Linked DNA regions of Mus musculus: all the other regions are linked to region 1. The links are chromatin contacts, called in public Hi-C and HiChIP or PLAC-seq maps. All regions are on one chromosome and are shown on one strand. The core of a region is the stretch at or near the end of the contact, and the rest is flanking DNA. Distances in the headings are between cores, read along the strand shown. Region 1 holds the start of Sirpa (signal-regulatory protein alpha). Region 2 holds the start of Polr1b (polymerase (RNA) I polypeptide B). Region 3 holds the start of Chchd5 (coiled-coil-helix-coiled-coil-helix domain containing 5). Region 4 overlaps Tgm3 (transglutaminase 3, E polypeptide). Region 5 overlaps Gm39933 (a long non-coding RNA gene). Region 6 holds the start of Ckap2l (cytoskeleton associated protein 2-like).

Region 1 (2,947 bases), core at 242-2,741:
GAGCCACAGGTACATGCTGGAACTGCAGGGAGCTACTGGAAGCCTGCCTAAGGAAGGCAGGGGGGTGGCGGGGAGGAGACCATCCAGAGAGGGCTGTGCCCACCACAGGTAAATCCACTGTGTCTCCCAAGGGTCCGTGGATTACTCCGGCCTCTCTTCCTGTCTCTACCTCCATACACTAACCCTGCTTGCTCTGGTACTAGGGCGAAAGCTCACTCTTCCCCCATCCCAACAGCTCAACAGCGCGCCCAACCTCTGCCCCGACCCTCTCTCCAATCAAGTCTAGCAAGGGAGCATATGGGGAAACCAGGAGCCCGATTGCCCAAAGCAATTGCCAGTCTGCTTCCCCATTCAGGTTTGGCAAAGGGTACGGTAAACCAACTCATTCCTATACCCCGCAGCCCAACGCTGGGCTACCCAGTCACAGTCCACAAGGCAGATCCGGATAAGAAGAGTTCTATCCCGGCTTCTAGCCTAGGCTATGTGACCTTGGGCAAGTGGCTGACCCTCTCTGGGCCTCAACTCTGCATCTGTAACCCCCGTTACAGGGATTTGTCGACATTAGCTTAGCGACAGTGTGCGGGGCCTGAGCCCGCAGCTTGGGGAGGGTGGCAGTAGGAGCTGAGGGTGCTTACCTGTACAGAAACAGGACGCGGAGAGCAGCAGGCAGAGCAGCAGCGGCCCTAGGCGGCCAGGGGCCGGGCCGGCGGGCTCCATGGGCCGCGGCTGCAGAGCAAGGAGGGAGAGCGGCGGTGAGCGCGCTCGGCAGGCGGGCGGGCGGCGCGGGCGAACGACTAAGGCCCCTCCCCCTCCGCTGCCCCCCAGCGCCACCGCCCGGCGGGGTGATCTGACCCCCTCCCACAATGAGACGCCGCCGAGCGGGGAGACTCCGGGAGCGTGACGCCGGGCCAGGCCGGCGGGAAAGGGGAGCGGACCCGAGGGAGCCAGGCGCAGAGCCAGAGGCACGGGGGCGGGGGAGCGGATAGCGAGGGAGAAGGAAAGAGGGGGAGAGGAAGAGGGAGAGGGAGCGGGGACGGAGATCGGAGAGCAAGCGCGAGCGGGGACAGCTCGCAGAGCGAGTGCGGGCTGTGCGGAGCCGTCGCGAGGCCAGCGCGAGGGCGGCCCGGCCGAGCGCCCCCTCCTCGCGCCCGCACCTTCCCGCCCGCGCCCCAGTGCGCCCCGCGAGCTGCGCCGCCCGCCTCGGCTCTGCGCGAGCCCGCTCTGCCCGTGCGGGTCCCCGCCAGCCGCTCGGACCTGCGCCGCCGCGCGCAGGGCTGCCAGGCGGTGGAAGCACCGCTCCCTCTGCCCAGAGGCTGGCCGCGCACCACTTTGCGCAAACTTGTTTTTCTGAGGTCGGCGCGGCGGGCTGGCTACTTGGTCCTCTTAAGGTGGACTGGGGAAGTGGCGGCCGATCGCCCCCTGGTCTCGGCCTCTCACCCGGCCAGTCCTTAGACTCCAGTGGGCAAGAGGCTGCCCGCGGCAGGGGAGCTTGCAAGGGTGGAGAGTGGAGGGGGCGGGGAGGTTTGCTTTCTGCCCCTCCCCGAGAGGCCCTGCTTGTGTGTCCCAAAGCCGAAGGTCGGCCTCCGGGTGGGCGTGAGTCCTAGGGGCCCAAATCTTTCCTAGCTGGCCCCGAGGTATAGCAAAAGCAGGAAGTAAATGCAGGGGGAAGGGGGAGAGGAAGGAGAGAGTGATGGTACAAAAATAGCGTGTGTGTAGGAAGGACTTCAGTGCCTCTTGGTAAAGACGCGCTGGGGGAGAGGAGCAGCAAAAATGCTGTGGCAGGGAAAGGAGAGGGGCAGGGCTGGGCCCTAGGGAGGAGACAGACCAGAGGCCTTCTATCAGGGAGAATAGATTGGAGGTGGAGAGGGCCCAGGCAGCACTGTACTAGGAGAGACCTGGGCTGCAAAATAGTTACCCTAATGAGGAAGAGGAGGGACAGGAGAGCCTATCCCAAAGGACAGAGCCTCTGGATGCAAAATGTACCCTAGCTCTGGATTTCCATGAGCTAGGTCAGGTGCTTGGTTAATCGGCAGAAGGCTGGGCACCAAGGCAGGGAAGAGGAATCAAGACCCTCTCTTATTAACTGGAGAGTTTCTGAGTTGGAAGTTCAGAGATAGCAAATTTTGCTTCTCACAATGGTGGTTGAGGGACATAATGAAGCAAGACAGGCCCTACTGGCCCATCCTCTCAATAAAGAGGATGTTTAGGGGCAGAGGAGTGGAGGATGATTGCCTAATGATGTAGAAAGCCCCTTATGCAATGGTGCGCGCGCACGCACACACACACCACAGAGTCCTCTGCACCCATGACCAAAAGCCTGGGAGATTTTTTAGTTTTTTTTCTTTCTTTTCTTCTTTTATTGTTTGTTTGTTTGTTTGTTTTTGAGAGGCAGGAAGGGTGCATCTGTTGAACCCAGGACCCAGCTTCCAAGCCTTAGATCGTTCCTCCTGGTCTAAGAAGCTGCAGTCTTGGAGAAAGACCTTGTTTCTGTGTCTCTGCTCTTTTTAAAGCAGACCAGGCCAACATAAGCAGCGACCCAGAACTGCCACTGGGAGAGTTACATGAGCTGATATTTGCACTGCATTTTAAGAAGAGCCTACCATGTACCAAGGGCAAGGACAGTGTTTGAGAAGTGTTTGGCAGCAGCAATCCTTAAGGGACCATGGGGCAGCCCTAGCAGGAAGATTAGTTGTATTTCTTTGGACCTAGGGGATTACAAGAACTCACTTGCAGACTGGGAGAAGGTGCAGGGGAAGACAAGAATGAACAGAGGAGGTCTTGTAGGGAGTGTAGGTTACAAGTGCACATGTGTGTCAGCTTGGTTAGGTAAGGGCAACAGTATGTGGCTAGCACGTCGGGAGGGTGGTCCAGAAGCCCAAGAGAATTGGTTCTGCAAATAGGAACCCCTGTAGGCAAGATTCAAGTAGGGCCTACCATGCTTGATTGT
Region 2 (2,947 bases), core at 133-2,632, 490 kb after region 1:
CTTGTACTCCTGACTCAGAAAGCGCCACATCTTAGAGCAGTTCTCAAAGAATATGGCACTGACTGCTTGCTGGTGCCTGCTACCGTTACACAACCAACATCCAAAGTGAGGAGCAATTACACCTGAGAGGTGTCTTACTCTCAGAGTGCCGTGCCAGGAAAAACTAAAGATGCCAACAAAAAGAGACCTTCCCCGTCCTTACTCTGCTACCACTGTTACAATGATTCCCCTGGACTTTTTATCTTCCTCAACATGACCAACTCAGAACAGGTGGCAAGTTTTCCTCTTGCAAATTCTTAAAGAGAAAGAAAGCGGGCAGCGAACGCCTTTAATCCCAGCACTCGGGAGGCAGAGGCAGGCGGATTTCTGAGTTCGAGGCCAGCCTGGTCTACACAGTGAGTTCCAGGACAGCCAGGGCTATACAGAGAAACCCTGTCTCGAAAGAAAAAAAAAAAAAAAAGAAAGAAAGAAAGAAAGAAAGAAAGAAAGAAAGCAAGCAAGCAAGCAAGCGGGCGATGGTGGCACACACTGTTAATCCCAGTGCTCGGGAGGCAGAGGCAGGCAGATCTCTGAGTTCGAGGCCAGCCTTGGTCCACGGAGCTCCAGGGCAGCAAACGCTACACAGAGAAACCTTATCTCGAACCGTCTCCATTCTCCCGCCCCAAAAAGAAAACTTTAAGGGAAGCAAACTGAAGGATGTGCTTGCTGCAGTCTGTCTGATCAGCTTGGAACCTTGTGAGGTAGTTTTAGAACGTAAGACTCCAGGTGTGAAAAGGCGCGAGTGCTGGGAATGGTGGAAAACACAGTTCCAAAAAGATCACTTCCTCACTCTCATCTCACAGTACCCAGAAATGGTTCGCCCCAAACCAGACTCGTACTCATATATAAATCCAGGAGTCACAAATACAAGTTTCCCTACACCACTAGGCTTATGAGTTGCTTTTTTTCTCTGAACTACCCAAAGCAATGCAGGGTGAGTTCACGTCCCTATTTGTGGTCATACTGTAGGCACCCCTCACCCCCCCACCCCCCGGCCACTTCTCCCAACCGCAGGGACGCTCCAGGACCCCCCAGGCCAAGGGTAGAGCTCTGGAGCGCAGTGCACGGCACTCACCTGCACCGCGTGGCTCAGCCCCTCCAGCGCCGCGTAGTTGAAGGAGTCCACGTGCGCCCGCGTCAGGTCCTGCAAAGCTGCCTTTTGCTGCTCTGGGGGAATCCCGTACGAGGGGTCGGTTAAATGCTTTAGGCTGGGCCCGCTGGGCAGGTTCCGCCACCGGCCGTCGACATCCATGCTTCTGCCAGTCCCGGACGGGAGACCGGAGCTAGGACGCTACTCGTGGCTGGCTGGAATGGCCGGACCAACCCCACAGCCACCCTACCCCGTGGCCTTCTGGGAAATGTAGTTCCTCTTGTTCGGCCCGCCCCACACTGGTCCTTTCTTTTCTCAGAGTCGACTGGAAACTTACACCATGGCGTGATTAGACCGGTTAAAACTACGCGCAGACATGAAGACACGCCTTTAATCCCAGCAATCAGGAGGTCAGGTATCTGTGAGTTCGAGACCAGTCTGGTCTACAAAGAGAGTTCCAAGTCATTCAGAGTAGTTACACAGAGCTGTCTTGAAACACCGGGGTGGGGGTGGGGGTGGGGGTGGGGGTGGAGAGAGAGAAAGAGGCTTCGCTGTTTTGTAACCTGCAAACCATACTAAATCCTGCTCCACTTTAGTGTGTGACCTCTGTGACCCATATTAGCTTAATTCGTTAATTAGGACCTGATACAAGACGTATCTTTAAAGGTTCCCTTCTGTCCCATTCTGGAGTTTTCCTATTGCACCCTGATGCAGACCTCAGGAGACTCTGGATTCTTGGCTTCAACTAAAATGGAGGTGTGGGGCACCAACCTGTCATTTCTTCTCAACTTGTCTGTTTATTAAAATAATATTTATTTATTTATTTTTGTTTCTTTGTTTTTTGAGTCAGGGTCTCTATGTAGTCCTGGCTGTCCTAGACCAGGCTGGCCTGGAACTCACAGAGGTCCATTGTCTTTGCCTGAGTGCTGGGTTAAAGGCATGTGTCACCCCCAGCCCCCTCTTTCTCAAGTCTTTGTTTTTTTGTTTAGTTTTTCTCATACATTGCATTCCAACTGCAGTTTCCCCTCTCTCCACTCCTCCCAATCTTCCTCCCCACCCCCCTTCTCCTCCAGATCCACTCCTCCTCTATTTCCCTTCAGAAAAGAGCAGGCCTCCCTGGTATATCAACTGAACATGGCATAACAGGTTACAATAACACTAGGCACAATCCCTCATATCAAGTCTGGACAAAGCAAATCAATAGAAGAAAAGGGGTCCCAAGAGCAGGCAAGAGAGTCCAAGACAGCCCCTGCTCCTACTGCCAGAAGTCCCCCAAGAGCACCAAGCTATACATCCATAACATGAATGCCGAGGACCTAGCTCAGAGCCACACAGGCTCCAGGACTGTCTCTTCAGTCTCTGTGAGCCCCTCTGAGCCCTGCTTAATTGATTCTGTGGGCTGTGCTTATGTCTACTCAACTCTTAATGCATGAAGCACATCAGCAGGACGGCAAGCAGTAACCAGGCCATGCTACCCAGAAGAAAGGAAGCCACCCCAGCCTGCTTCTGGGCAATCAAGAGCAAGAGGTAGGAAGGTGGTTGGATAGTGTCAGAATTCGTGCTGTTTCTAGTGTTTGGCTTTTACAAATATCCATTTTTCTATGTGTGTGTTTTCAATTCCCTTAGGTATCAGAGCTAAGAACCACGTTTCTGTGTCATATTACCTATGTTTACCTTTCTGAAGCCCTGTGAAACTATTAAAGTGAGCTGTACAACTTCACATTTCCCCTTAGCAACATCATTACTAGTACCTGGTACTATCTTCTGATTATAGCAATCTTATTATTTGCACAATGGTATCTTTTGTGAGCCCTGGTT
Region 3 (2,947 bases), core at 242-2,741, 460 kb after region 1:
AACTTTCCCTTGGAGAGATCCAGCAAGAGCAGCAAGGGAGGGAGGGTTTCTCACGCTTTCCTCCATTTCTGCCAAATCCAGAACATTTTAAAGACTTTTTCCTAATGGCTACATCAATAACAGTTTAGTATTTCAGACATATTGTATATGTATTTATGTATTGTATACATTAGCAAGATCCTTTTCTGTGCACCCCTCCACCTCACCCCCTCACCCCTACCAGCACAGCTGGAAAGTAGTGAAGGGGACACAGTGGCTGAGGAAAGGAAGAACACAGGATCCAGTAAGAATCAGGGACTTTGTTCCAGTGTGAATTGGTGGCCACCAGAGAGTTTTAAGCAAGGGATTATCATTACTAGAATCCAGGTCATTATATGGAACACAGAGGGTCTGGCAAGCCGGGGAAAGGCTGGGGCAGGTGCCCTGGCAGAGGGGAGTGTGAAAGGTGGTGACAAGCAGAGGCATGTCCACTCGGGGACAGAGAACCATGGTTTTTAGATTCTTGGATGCATAGCCAAGGCCATGTATGGGAATGGGGCTGGGACTGGTTCTGGAAGGTATTTAAACTAGAAAATGAAGGGAGTTGTGAAAGGAAAAAGCTACGATCAAGTTAGCCTCCTTTACCTCTCCAGTTGTGGGTGAACTTGGTGGCTGCACCTGCTCTGCACACTGCAGGAAGCGGCGCATGTGTTCAGCACAGTTGCCCACTGCTGCCTCATTCAAGCGAAGACACTTCTCAAAGGCTTCAAAGGGCTCAGCACAGGCCTGGCGGATCTGGCGGATGATCGGGCTGTGGGGGGTAGGGCATTTTAGACCCTGAAGCATTCAAACCCTACTGCCTGGCACCCTCTAGCCCCCAGTTGTACACTCACTGGGAGGACGTGCAGCGAGCAATGCTCATCTTAAGGTGGTGACAATCTCGATGCCACGACTCTGGCTTGGCTGCCACACATTGGCCATACTGATCCAGCTCTCGGCTGCAGTATCGAGCAGTGACTTCCAGGGCTGCCTGCCTGTGGGACAGGGTAAACTGAAGATAATCTCAAGAGAAGGCAAGAAAGAGTTCTGATTTTGATCTGTGATTGGACTAGTCTGGATTGGGGGTGGGGGGTGTAAAGATCCTGTGATAGGGACAACCAACGAGGGGCAGAAATAAGCGCCGATCCCTGCGCGTTGTGGAACAAGGTGGGATTTCCCGGGAGATCGTGGAAGTCCTAAGACAAAAAGTCTGGCTATTGTGAAGCAGGCCTGGAGTCTTGAATTCAGTCATTTCCCGTTGGGGACCGTGCAGTCTGACAAGCATGATCTAGAGTTATAGGGAGTTGTAACTCACATCTCCAGGCGAATTCAAGCGCCGATCAGTCAGGGAGAAGAGACCCGCCTTTTCCGGTATCAGGTTGTTATGGCGGCGCCCAACCCAGACCTCCTGGCCTCACTCTTCCGGTCGTCGAGCGTCCCTGCCACTCATCCCACATTGGTCCAACCTTCATGGCTGTGTCCTGCTTTGCTTTCCGCCTCACTGCCTATCCGGGAGGAGGCCCCTGTAACTACTTCCGGTCCGTCAGCTATTTTAGTTTATTTACTTCCGGCTTGTGGTGGTCGCGTTTAGTGATCACCGGAAGCAGGACTTCGGCCGTGATCGAGCAGCCAGGCACAGAGCACCAGAGCTGGTTCCCTGTAGGTCAGATCTACAGCCGCTCGCGCTGCCACTTTCCCGGCTGGAGTTGAGGCCACCGGCCCGCGTGACTATGGCTCGGCACACGCTGCGGCTGAGGCGGCAGCTGTGCCCGCCGCTGCTAGTTTAGGAACACGGGGATTGCCCTCTCAGGCTGAGCTACCAGTGGCTTTCCGCCACTGCGTATTCTCCTCCTGACTTTAGTTCCAACTTGACGGAAAGGAATGATCTTAAACGCCACATTGGGCTTCCCATCCGATTATTCACTCAGACATGTCCTTTTCCTGCCATAGGTGGTAAAGGCAGGATGAGAGTGGGTTTTATTGCTTGCTCCTTGCAATCGTGCACAAATTATTTTCTTTGTAATTTCCTTAGGTGGTGTTTGCACCCTCTCCACATTTGCCTTCAGATTATAGGGCTAGACCTGGAAGTTCATTTCCCTGTAAGGCTAAATATTCCTCATATGGAGAGGCCTAAGCTAGAGAAAATGAGCGGTAAGGTGATTACCTTAGCACGCAGTTGTAAAATGAGAACGACTGCTTTGGCCTTCATAATATACAGTGACACTTTCATTTTTGGGAAACTTGACACTCCACACTTCTAGTTTCCTTTTGTCTGGTTGCTGTCAAAAGAGTCATTAAGAATGGAATGGAGAGAACTAGATAACCCTAAGGTTTGAAGTGAAGCGGATCTGAGAAATGCAGGTCTCAAGAGTGCTTCTGTTACTGGGGTTCCCTTCTGGGGAGCTCATTAATGAAAGAACTTTAAAAGGTACTCATTTAGGACAATCAAGGGCAATGTTATTGGTCTGAGAGAAAACACCAGGACAGGCACGCTGTAAATGTCAGTAGCCGCTAAGAGGGAGCAGGAAAAGGAAACTAGGGACATGTGTGTGATGTACATGTGTGCAGGCAGAGGCTGGCGGCAGGTGGCTTCCTCTATTGCTTGACACCTGAAGCTTTTTGGAGACAGGGTGTCACTGAACCTTAAAACCCACCAGTGAACATCCAGGAGCTGTCTCCTCATCCCAACACTGGGATTCCAAGTCTGCCCTACCATGCCTTTTCTGCAGGTTTTTATGCAGGTGTTGGAGATCCACAACTCAGGTCTTCCTGCTTGCATAGCAAGCACTTTAGTCAGCCATTCCTTCACTCCCTCCCCTATTTCTTATGAAATCAGGTAACTATCTTATGACGCAATAATTGCTTCTTGAACGTTTGTCCCAGATACAAGAAGTTTATATCTACACACAAGCATGCATGTGGCCTTCCA
Region 4 (2,947 bases), core at 262-2,761, 450 kb before region 1:
CTAAGGCTTTACCCATGGAGGCTGTTCACTACTCTGCCCACAGTCAACCGACTCACGGGAAGCAGTAGGATCCCATCAGTGAGCAACTCTTTTGGGCCCTAGATTGATTGAGTCCCACCAACTACAGGATGAGTCAGTTACCTTCTTCAGGATCCAAGGATATTGTGGCTGAGTCCTTCCACACTTCGTGGACAAGGGTACCATTGTAGACGATGGTCCAGGCTGTCATGTTCATCGTCACTGTCTTCCTGTCATTAGTCATGTTTTTGAGCATCAGGGACAGACTGACTTCTTTGCCTACTGCCAGTATCCCCGTGACCTTGAACTTCCCAGAAATGCTGGGCTCCTTGTCTTCCCCTTCTGGATTCCTCGAAGATGTTGCGCCGAAAGATGCGTTAGGTTTGAGTTTGTCCAAAGCCTTTTGGTGCACTTGTCTTTCCTCACTGGAACCTGTGCATTGGCGAGGGAAACAAAAACTAAACAAGGGTACCTCAGAGATATAGCTGCAATTCAGACAATGGACAGTGCGACCCGCCTGGAAAGTGGCCTAGATCTAACATTGACACTACTTCTACCTGTCCAAAATGCTCCCAGCAAGGGTCTAATCTTGTCAGGTCTCCATTAACCCTTCTTAGTATAAGGCTTCCAGGCCAGCTGGGCTGTGGTCCCTTTTCAATCAAGTCTATACCCTTGGGAAGCCACTGAGAAAGCTAGGTCAGTTTCTGCAAACATTACTATGGGGCTTCATTATTTCCTTGTTTTAAGTTAGTTTTTTTTTTCATTTTCTACCTCCCTTCCTCCCTCCTTCCTTCCATCTCTTTCTCACTTCCTTTCTCGTTCTTTGACTGGAAGGTCTTTTCCTGAGACTTGAAGAACAAACCGATCATTTAAAAGCAGACAACAAAACTGAATGGAGAGAATTGAGAATGAATCCATAAGCAAAGCCAGACTCAGGAGGAAGAACTCCAAATCCCGTCCCCACGTTCCCCAGGCTGTGTCTAGAGGCACTTTGAGAGTCAGCAAGTGACACTTTTGTCTGTGCAAGTCAGCAAGAACATCCTGAGGCTGATGAGGTTCTAAGTCATGGCTAGTTTGAATTGCTGAGATGTTTGGAGTCTCAAAAACCACAAGGGCTCAAACAAAGGGTGCATTCCCTGACTCTATAGGTGCTGCTGACTATGGCAGCAGAAGTAGTGAGAGGACAGCACTGGTGACACCCTAAAGGCTCGGCACACTGGGAACAGAGCAAACAACTCCAAGCTCAGGCTGACTAAGCAGTTCACCGGCTGCTCCTGGCCTTGACCTGCAGACACATGTACCATACAGCAGAAGGTCTTGGCCTCCCAAGAGGACAGAAGAGTGACCATGTTGGCATGTATGGATCCTTAGGCTTTCCTAAAACCAACTTGTGAAAGTTTCAAAGTAAACCAGAAGGCTTAAGATAAGTCCTCTCCAAGTCAGTGAGTCCTTTCCATGAATTATGTAAATTCCCTGGCAGGGACTTCAGAGGCTCATGCAATCTAAGGGAAGCTACTGGTTTGGGCTACTCTGGGATTTAGATGAAGAAAGGGAGGGACTCATCTCCAGAGATCTGGAGCCTGGTCTAAGGCTCCTCCCTTGTACCCACCCTGCTGAAAGCAAGAGGCTAGATTACCCAGCTTGAGAGCTCCCGGAGGGTCAGGTTCCTCTGACTGCCCTTCCATCCTCTCTGACTGAGCTGTCAGTCCACACCCAAAGCTGAAGGCTCTACTGAGCCTCTGAGCCTCTTTGCGTGAGTCCCCGAAGCAGGCTTTGGACAAGGAGGTTCCAGAGCCTATATAGGTCACCTGCTGAGCTTACTCAAGACTATGCTTCCTGCTGCTGTTTTCTCACCGCAGTATTGCTATTGTGCAAATGCTTAGCAACCCATTTTTATGAGCTTTTCCTGCCTGGGGCTCTCTGAGACCAACTGGCATTATTAGGCAAGAAGATGTAGGTAACGTCAGATAGCTGTTCCATCCTGCTGTCACGCATGAGCAGAGGTCCTGCCAAGAGTCCTGGAGGGAGCTTCCTACTAGGCTTCCCTCCATTGCTTAGAAGGTTTCTAGGACTTCAGAGTCACAGGATCAATATGTGAGAGTAGTAGGGAAAGTCACAGGCTCATACAGCCAGGAGAGCAGCAGTACATAAACAAAAGAATCTGTGGAAAGGTGTTATTCCAGGGAAGGTAAGGGAAGGTATCCAAATGGATGGAGCTCACCATCCTAGTCATTAAGTCCTTACTGTGTGCCAAACACTCTACTCTGTGTGCATTTTTGTATTGGAATCCAACCCAAGAGAGACACTGCTATTCTTGTTTGGTTGGCCGGGGAACAAGAAAATCAGAGATAATACAAAGCCTGTTATAAGTGGTAGGTAGGATGAGAGTCTCCTTCTGTCCTGGATTGTTTCCTGTTCCCCATGCTTGTCTTACACCATGCTATTGAAATTACCAGCCTGGCACCTGCCTCGCCAGTGACACCATCTGCTGAGATTTATCTACAGGGTACCTGGAGTAGGCACTCAGACTGTGAAAGTTGTCAGATAGTTTATTACAGCAGGCATGATCTCTTTCCAATGTTCTACCATTCTCAAACAAGTGTATTTCTATTTCAGAGAATTTCAACAGTGTTTACAGACCACAAAGTGTCCATCCACTGGTACCTAGAGTGGACACCTCTGGTCTCAGAGTTAGACTCCACCTTCAAGAGACAGTTTTCTCCTTTGAACACTGACCAATAGTCAGCAGTTGTCGGAGATTCGGTCTGATTTTTAGAAGCACACTTTTCTTTCACCCTTCCCTCTACCACTTCCTAGAAATTTCTGTGAGGATCATTTGAGTCTTGAGTCAACTTTCCCCAAGTATTTTAGAAAGAGCAAAGTATGAGTCCATTGGAGAGTAGCCATGGCCTGCTAGAGCAACTGCTAA
Region 5 (2,947 bases), core at 119-2,618, 300 kb before region 1:
TATCTATCTATCTATCTATCTATTTATTTATTTAGCTCTGTGACTTTAGGTAAGTGGGAGAGCACTGTAGGTTTGGTGTAAATCAAGTGAAATCTGAGGTAGAAATTGCCAGTTCTGGCAAGCATTCCTGGGTTCAAGCTAGACAAAAGTACACCCACATAATTAAGACTGAAGAGACAGGTCAGTCAGGACAAGTGGCCGGCCTGACCTCACATCTCCTGGGAAGCAGAGGTCTACATGTTCAAGGTTCTTGCTCCATTCGAGCACACCAAGAACAGCCATCTTTTTCTCCTTTTTGCTTTCTAACTGGACCAGAGTCCTCCCCCTCCCCCTGACTCCACACCTCCCTTGGTGGTATTAGAGTCTATAGTTCAACCACCTAATGGGTTCCCTCCTTAACCACCTAATGGGTTCCCTCCTCCCTAGGGATTGGTACATTACTTGGACTTTATCTTTTGTAAGTGAGTGATACGTTTTAGCTGAGAAAACGGAGCAGCGAGTTCCAAACACCACCCTCACATTAAATGCCGGGCCACGCTGACTCAGGGCCGCTGCGTGTCTCTGTTTCTTAGGAGGAATAAAACGGTTGATTAGTTTTTGCCTCTGCCCATTTATCTGTTAGAACTGATAAAAAAACACCACTAACATTTACAGCCAGAATTGAATCTGCATTCTAAGCACTTAAGCACAAAGCCATTTTCCAGACATCTTGTTGATGTTTTATTTTCTCCATTTAGACTGCAGCCTGCAGGGACAGCGGCTGGATTTGTAATGATCCAGAGAAAATTTGACAGCAGATCTCACTGTCGCTCGCACTGCTATCAGCACTACCGACCATCTCGGGGCACCTATGTCTTTAGCAGAATACAATTTTTTGAAGATAGTTTAAAAAAAAAACTTCTACTTTATTGCACCAGTTATTACACCACATTTGATCTCACTTAGCTCTGTATTGGCTTCAGGATGTCATGGCCATAAACCACAGGGAAAATGAGGATCAAAGTGGCCCCCAAACTGCCTAAAGTCATACCGAGAGTGACCATTGTCTGTGCCTATTCATGCTATCCTTGGGTAAGGTCCAGTGTTACTATAAATAGTCCCCCAAACGGTCCTCCTCTTAGGGCTTCCGAGTCAGAGCTAGAGTGTCATACTGCAGAAGGCTGATAGACAAGGGGGCACTGAAATACACAATCTACGCAAGTGAATCCCATCAGGCCCTGAACGAGCAACTCCCCAAAGATGCTCAGCTACTGACATCTGAAAAAGCTTTTACTTTGACAAATTACGCATCCCATTTCCTCTTCCATCTTCCGTCTGTGAAGCGGTAGTGAAATCAGCTTTGTCATTCCTTCTTAGGCAACCAGCCAGACTGAGCCAAGATTGAAACTGAGAACTGGAGAGTTCTGCTTCTTACAGAACCTGGAAACAAAGCTGGGCTGCGCCCTTTTTGACTTGCAACCTGTTTTCTACATGTAGAGAAAGGCCCTGTGGGCTTGAGGAGGGCAGGGCTAGAGGAAGGCATGCCAGCTGCTGCCACTGACTGTTAAGGATAGAGGACTAGTCCTGTCTGTGGCTTTGCACATATGGTTTCGTCAACACAGGTCTGTTAAATGGCTATAGCCTCCAGGCCTCCCATCTTTCTCATGAGATATAGGAGATGAAAAAAAAAAAAAAACCTATTTTCAATTAAAATAAACCAAAAAGCCCAGAAACGCAGTGATCATAAATAAATAAATTTAATTAAATATAGAGACTCAGACTGCACTGTTTAGCCAAGATCTGCTGCCAGGTTTCTCTGATAGTTTCATTTTCACATCAGAATTCCCAGGCCCACCTCTTCTCTGTCCTTCTCCGGCCATCATCGACCAGGTTCACGGCTGCCCACCCCTCTCAATGCTCTGACTCTCAGTTTTGAAGGAGAATGGCAGCTGCCGTGATGGCTTGGGTCAGGTATGATTCATTCGGCATCTCCGTGTAGGCACCCACTTTGGGTTCAGCTTCACTGCCTGGCATTGAGAAAGCAGAGTCTTATACTTGTCCTTGGAGGCCAATGGTTACAGGTGGTTGTAATCTGTAAGTCCATACAGAGTAAGCAATATGAAGTGAAAAGTTTATTCCACTGAAATGTGGAGACCGGTCCTTTTCTAAGAACAGCCAGAGAGTAAGTGAAAATTCTCTTCCTTTCCCCTCCTCCCTTCCTCCTCCTCCTCTTCATTTTTAATTTTGTTTGTTTATTTATTATATCCCTAGATGTCCTGGAATTCAGTACATAAACCAAGCTGGTCTTGAACTCACAAACATCTGCTTGCCTCTGTCTTTAGGTTGGAATCTTTACAAAGAGAAAACTAAAGGAAAATAGACCTTCTGAAAAGCATAGTAATAAGAGACTTTGACAAAGGACAAATGGAGGGTCCCATACTTTCAAAACCTTGAAGCCTACAGATAGCTGAGCAGGCAATAGGTCAGGGAGATCAATTTTCCTTCTGGTGGTTCAAATCCAGGCTTGGAAAGAAGATCCTTGTTGCCCCTGATTGGTAGAATTCTTTCTTTTCTCAAGTGAAGGATTTGTACCTGTCCATGCATTGGTTCATCATCTATAGGTAATTTCTTTCTTTCTCTCTTTCCTTCTCTCTTTTTCTCTCTCTTTCCTTTCTTTCTCTCTCATTCATTCATTCATGCCATTTGTCTTATACACTGCACTTGACATTAGCAATGTACATTCAACTAGCCTAAAAAGACAGATCACTGTCCAGGCATAGAAAAAGCAGGAGGAATAAATTGTGTCTATAAAGTGCTTTCTATAATTCTGTTTCCTCAACTACAGCACCTCTGTCCATTCATTCTCTGTCTTCTCATGGGGTCTGGTGTGCAAGTTGATAATAACTAGGGCTGAAGGATGGAGGAGAAGGAACAAGGCACTAGTTACCAGTAGAGACACGGGGAGGAA
Region 6 (2,947 bases), core at 193-2,692, 300 kb after region 1:
CCCAAATTCTTGTACATAGCCCCGATAAGACGTGTTGAGCTTTGGTGGTATCCAAGCTTTTGTCTGTCTGCAGTAAGTAGCCATGTGTTACATCTCCTCAGGGAAAGTCTTGTCACACAAGTGGATGTCGGGATGTCAGACCCTATGGAGCTAGAGTTACAGGCAGATGTGTTATGTAATATGGGTGCTGGGAACCAACTCTGGTGGCCTGCCAGAGCACTGCATGCTCCTTACCCCAGCCATCTCAGCGCTTTTTATCATATTAAAAAACAAAAACAAAAGCAAAAACTTTTGTGATTTTTTTTTTATTCTCCTTCACTCACCTGATAATGTTTAGGTATGCCAGTGATAACCTTTTCCTTCTCTTTCCTTCATGATTTTTTTTTTCTTTCTAGCAGGCCTTTGTTAGCATTTTAACTTTACCTTGTAGATGTTTTTCTGTTTAAATAAACTATTATGTTTCCATGTTTTATTTCCATTCTTAAATTTATATAATTCTGTTCTTTACATTTTCTATTAGGAAATCTTTGTTATTCTTTTAAAAACTCTTCTAACCCCTTGCCCTTTTCTCTTCCCACCATAACATCCTTCTCCAATAAATATCTTTTACGAGATTTGCTGCCTCATATGACTTTCGCGTTGGAAGAAGCCAAGAAGCAATTGACAGAGGAAGGGAAGAAACAAAGAAGTGGAGCGGGGCAGAGGCTCCTGAGCTCCTGGGCTGAGCTGGAGATACCCTCCCCTGGGAACTGCACTGCCTCAGCTGACGAGGCTTCCTCTCAAAGCTGTGTGGTTCCCCGGCTCTGATGTCTCAGGGTGTCCTTCCACAGGAATACCTTCTGACCCTCAGAGCTCTGTGGTTTCTGGGTTTCCGAGTCTCAGGGTGCCTTTCCAAGGGGACACTGTCCCACCTCAGAGCTGTGTGGCTCCTGAGCTCCTGTGTCTTAGGATGCCCTTCCCTTGAGACACTTTTGACAGATTGCGCCATTTTGACAGCTCCCGCGAGCTGCTCAGGGACTACACGGAGTTATGTTGTTTCTGTCCGGTATTCGGCTACAAGAATGAGAACAATAACTGATACGGACCATTTTCGTTTGGCATGCTATTATTTGCAGCCAAAGCCAGCCTAACTGATAGCACAGAGACTTAGGCTCCGGCTTGTTTCTCCCCGTTTCTTCAACTGTCACAACCGTCCTTAACCCAAATTTGGCTACAATTAGAGCCACTCCTCCGCCAGCCAGCATCACCCACCAGCTCCCACCTCAGAGGCACCGCTGCGGAAGTGACCTAGCCATAGGGCGGGCCTTCTCAGAAACTCTCCAATCGCAGAGCCTCAGGGGAGGTCCCCAGTGGGAATCGCCGAATGTCCATTTCCTGTTATCCCGCCCTCTCCGTCTTTTTATTGGCGAATTTCAAAGTCGCGGAAGCCAATAGGAGCGTCCAGACGGGCGCCCGGTTCTCGTACTAGAACAAGGCGCGCCCTTTGAAGGAAGAAACTGTCGCCGTAGAGCCATGGTGGGGCCCGGCCCCACTGCCAGCGCAGCCGCGGGTAAGTGTGGTCGGCAGCCTCCAGAAGCTGCCAGGCCTCCCCCGCCTGCTTCAGTCTCCCCCGAGCTCAGTTAGGTTAAGGACGCTGGACCCGGGCCACGGCGAGGAGCGGCGCGCTCCGTTGCCGCAGGGGGACACCCCTGCATTGCTAGTTATGGCCAGAACTTTGACAGCAGTCAGGTGGCAGGTTCGGCCCCAGTCCGAGTCTCTGCAGGTTCACTGATAAAATGTGCGCTGTCTGGAGGTTGATTGATAAACTGTGGGCTGAGGCTTAAGGATGCTGTGAACCCTGGCCTCCGAGGGACCTGGAGCCCTTTCTACCTCTCCAGTATGCCCCTCCCCCGTGTCACCTTTGAGATGCACACTCTGTCCTCACTTATGGGCCTGCGGTTCTGCGCACCGTCCTAGGCACACAATTTGTAACTCAAGGGTTAAAAAAAAAAGTCTTGATTCCAAATCCTGGCTTTGCTGCACATTAGTGGGTAAATTTAAGCCTGTCACTTCATCTGAGTTTCAAACAGCCAAATACCTCATAGGATTGATGGTTAGTGTAAACAGCTTAGTAAAGAGCTTGGCACCAGGCTGATACCGTTGGTATTGAAAGCAAGCATAACAGGACTGGTGACTTTATCAAAGCCAAAATAGCTACAGGGAAGTATCATATTTAAAGATATAAAGGGTTTTCTGTAATGTTTTTGGTGTTTGCTCGTGTCCATGTTTTACAGAAGAACGGTGGCAGAAGCTCCAGGAGTACCTGGCAGCCAAGGGAAAGCTAAAGGACCCCAACGCCAAGTGAGTTTACCTTCCCATAGTTACACTGGCTTTGTTGCCCCGGTTGCTAACAGCAATGAACGGACCAGCCCTTCTGTTTCCAGTCTGTTTGACTTGCATCATGGTGAATCCTGTAATAACAAAAGGAGCATTTCAGTCCTTGATTTCAGGCATGACTTAAAAAACAAAACAAAACAAAAAACCAGCAACCCCTAGGCAGTGCTGTCTATTGGCAGAAATTTAAGCATTTTTTTTCCTAACAGTCTCCAAAGGAAGGAAGGCTCTACACTACACTGTTACCCACATCTCTGGAAGCTCTTCTGGTTCCTTCTTTCTCCTGGGAAAGTTGGTTCCCAGCAGCGCAGATTTTGATCAAGAAACTGGAGGGCATTTCTATGGTGTGTGCTTACGAAGACAGGAGAGTTGGTTATGGTCAGTCCACAACAGTGGCATGCCAGCGTCCTCCCAACTTGTCCTTTGGTGTTCCCTGGGCATGTATTTGAGGTGGACAGAACATCCTTTGCTTTTCTCAGCACTGTACCATCTTTGCCCTGTTATTTCTCTCTCTTGCTTAGCAGGGTGTATTTGCCTCCCACTTGAGTAGCTCGGTTGGTGTGTGTATGCCAGA

Evidence for each region. A called contact is a pair of places that touch in the nucleus more often than the background predicts. HiChIP or PLAC-seq counts read pairs in DNA pulled down with a chosen protein or histone mark.
Region 2: a contact with region 1 is called in an H3K27ac HiChIP or PLAC-seq map of microglia, with 5 times the contacts expected there. The contact joins the promoter of Polr1b here to the promoter of Sirpa in region 1. A contact is called at or near these places in 1 of 484 Hi-C or Micro-C datasets (cerebral cortex) and 1 of 115 datasets of contacts at active chromatin or transcription factors (microglia).
Region 3: a Hi-C map of uterus shows a contact between it and region 1, with 3 times the contacts expected there. The contact joins the promoter of Chchd5 here to the promoter of Sirpa in region 1. A contact is called at or near these places in 1 of 484 Hi-C or Micro-C datasets (uterus) and 1 of 115 datasets of contacts at active chromatin or transcription factors (bone marrow-derived macrophages).
Region 4: an H3K27ac HiChIP or PLAC-seq map of acute myeloid leukemia shows a contact between it and region 1, with 2.4 times the contacts expected there. The contact joins the enhancer-like site here to the promoter of Sirpa in region 1. A contact is called at or near these places in 3 of 115 datasets of contacts at active chromatin or transcription factors (acute myeloid leukemia, bone marrow-derived dendritic cells and embryonic forebrain).
Region 5: an H3K27ac HiChIP or PLAC-seq map of microglia shows a contact between it and region 1, with 5 times the contacts expected there. The contact joins the enhancer-like site here to the promoter of Sirpa in region 1. A contact is called at or near these places in 1 of 39 promoter capture datasets (liver), 7 of 115 datasets of contacts at active chromatin or transcription factors (bone marrow-derived dendritic cells, embryonic forebrain, embryonic stem cells and 3 more) and 1 of 9 other capture datasets (embryonic stem cells).
Region 6: an H3K4me3 HiChIP or PLAC-seq map of bone marrow-derived macrophages shows a contact between it and region 1, with 5 times the contacts expected there. The contact joins the promoter of Ckap2l here to the promoter of Sirpa in region 1. A contact is called at or near these places in 2 of 39 promoter capture datasets (macrophages and stem cell-derived epiblast-like cells), 1 of 484 Hi-C or Micro-C datasets (embryonic stem cells), 1 of 115 datasets of contacts at active chromatin or transcription factors (bone marrow-derived macrophages) and 2 of 9 other capture datasets (liver and macrophages).

Annotation. Positions count from the first base shown.
Region 1 is chr2:129,591,383-129,594,329 of GRCm38.p6, reverse strand. It overlaps Sirpa (signal-regulatory protein alpha), which reads right to left and starts at 1,491. Exons shown (of 9, transcript NM_001355158.1): 1 at 1,255-1,491; 2 at 636-726. The coding sequence starts at 717.
Region 2 is chr2:129,099,431-129,102,377 of GRCm38.p6, reverse strand. It overlaps Polr1b (polymerase (RNA) I polypeptide B), which reads right to left and starts at 1,382. Exons shown (of 15, transcript NM_009086.2): 1 at 1,115-1,382. The coding sequence starts at 1,291. Gm46764 (predicted gene, 46764) reads left to right here and starts at 1,435. Exons shown (of 3, transcript NR_168333.1): 1 at 1,435-1,544.
Region 3 is chr2:129,128,244-129,131,190 of GRCm38.p6, reverse strand. It overlaps Chchd5 (coiled-coil-helix-coiled-coil-helix domain containing 5), which reads right to left and starts at 1,491. Exons shown (of 4, transcript NM_025395.3): 1 at 1,334-1,491; 2 at 873-1,013; 3 at 625-790. The coding sequence starts at 1,335.
Region 4 is chr2:130,039,260-130,042,206 of GRCm38.p6, reverse strand. Tgm3 (transglutaminase 3, E polypeptide) reads right to left here. Exons shown (of 13, transcript NM_009374.3): 10 at 142-450. Among named protein-coding and RNA genes, the nearest start is that of Mir6339, 24 kb to the right of the region's middle. Within about 2 kb of position 1,511, at least 28 of the 459 cell types and tissues checked have an H3K27ac peak or open chromatin away from gene starts, as enhancers often do. A contact at or near this core is called in acute myeloid leukemia, where this site is marked.
Region 5 is chr2:129,891,877-129,894,823 of GRCm38.p6, reverse strand. All of the region lies in intron 1 of Gm39933 (a long non-coding RNA gene), which reads left to right. Among named protein-coding and RNA genes, the nearest start is that of Gm39933, 3.6 kb to the left of the region's middle. Within about 2 kb of position 1,368, at least 71 of the 459 cell types and tissues checked have an H3K27ac peak or open chromatin away from gene starts, as enhancers often do. A contact at or near this core is called in bone marrow-derived dendritic cells and microglia, where this site is marked.
Region 6 is chr2:129,295,707-129,298,653 of GRCm38.p6, reverse strand. It overlaps Ckap2l (cytoskeleton associated protein 2-like), which reads left to right and starts at 1,442. Exons shown (of 9, transcript NM_181589.3): 1 at 1,442-1,549; 2 at 2,274-2,340. The coding sequence starts at 1,513. Gm14023 (predicted gene 14023) reads right to left here and starts at 1,284. Exons shown (of 5, transcript NR_040371.1): 1 at 1,252-1,284.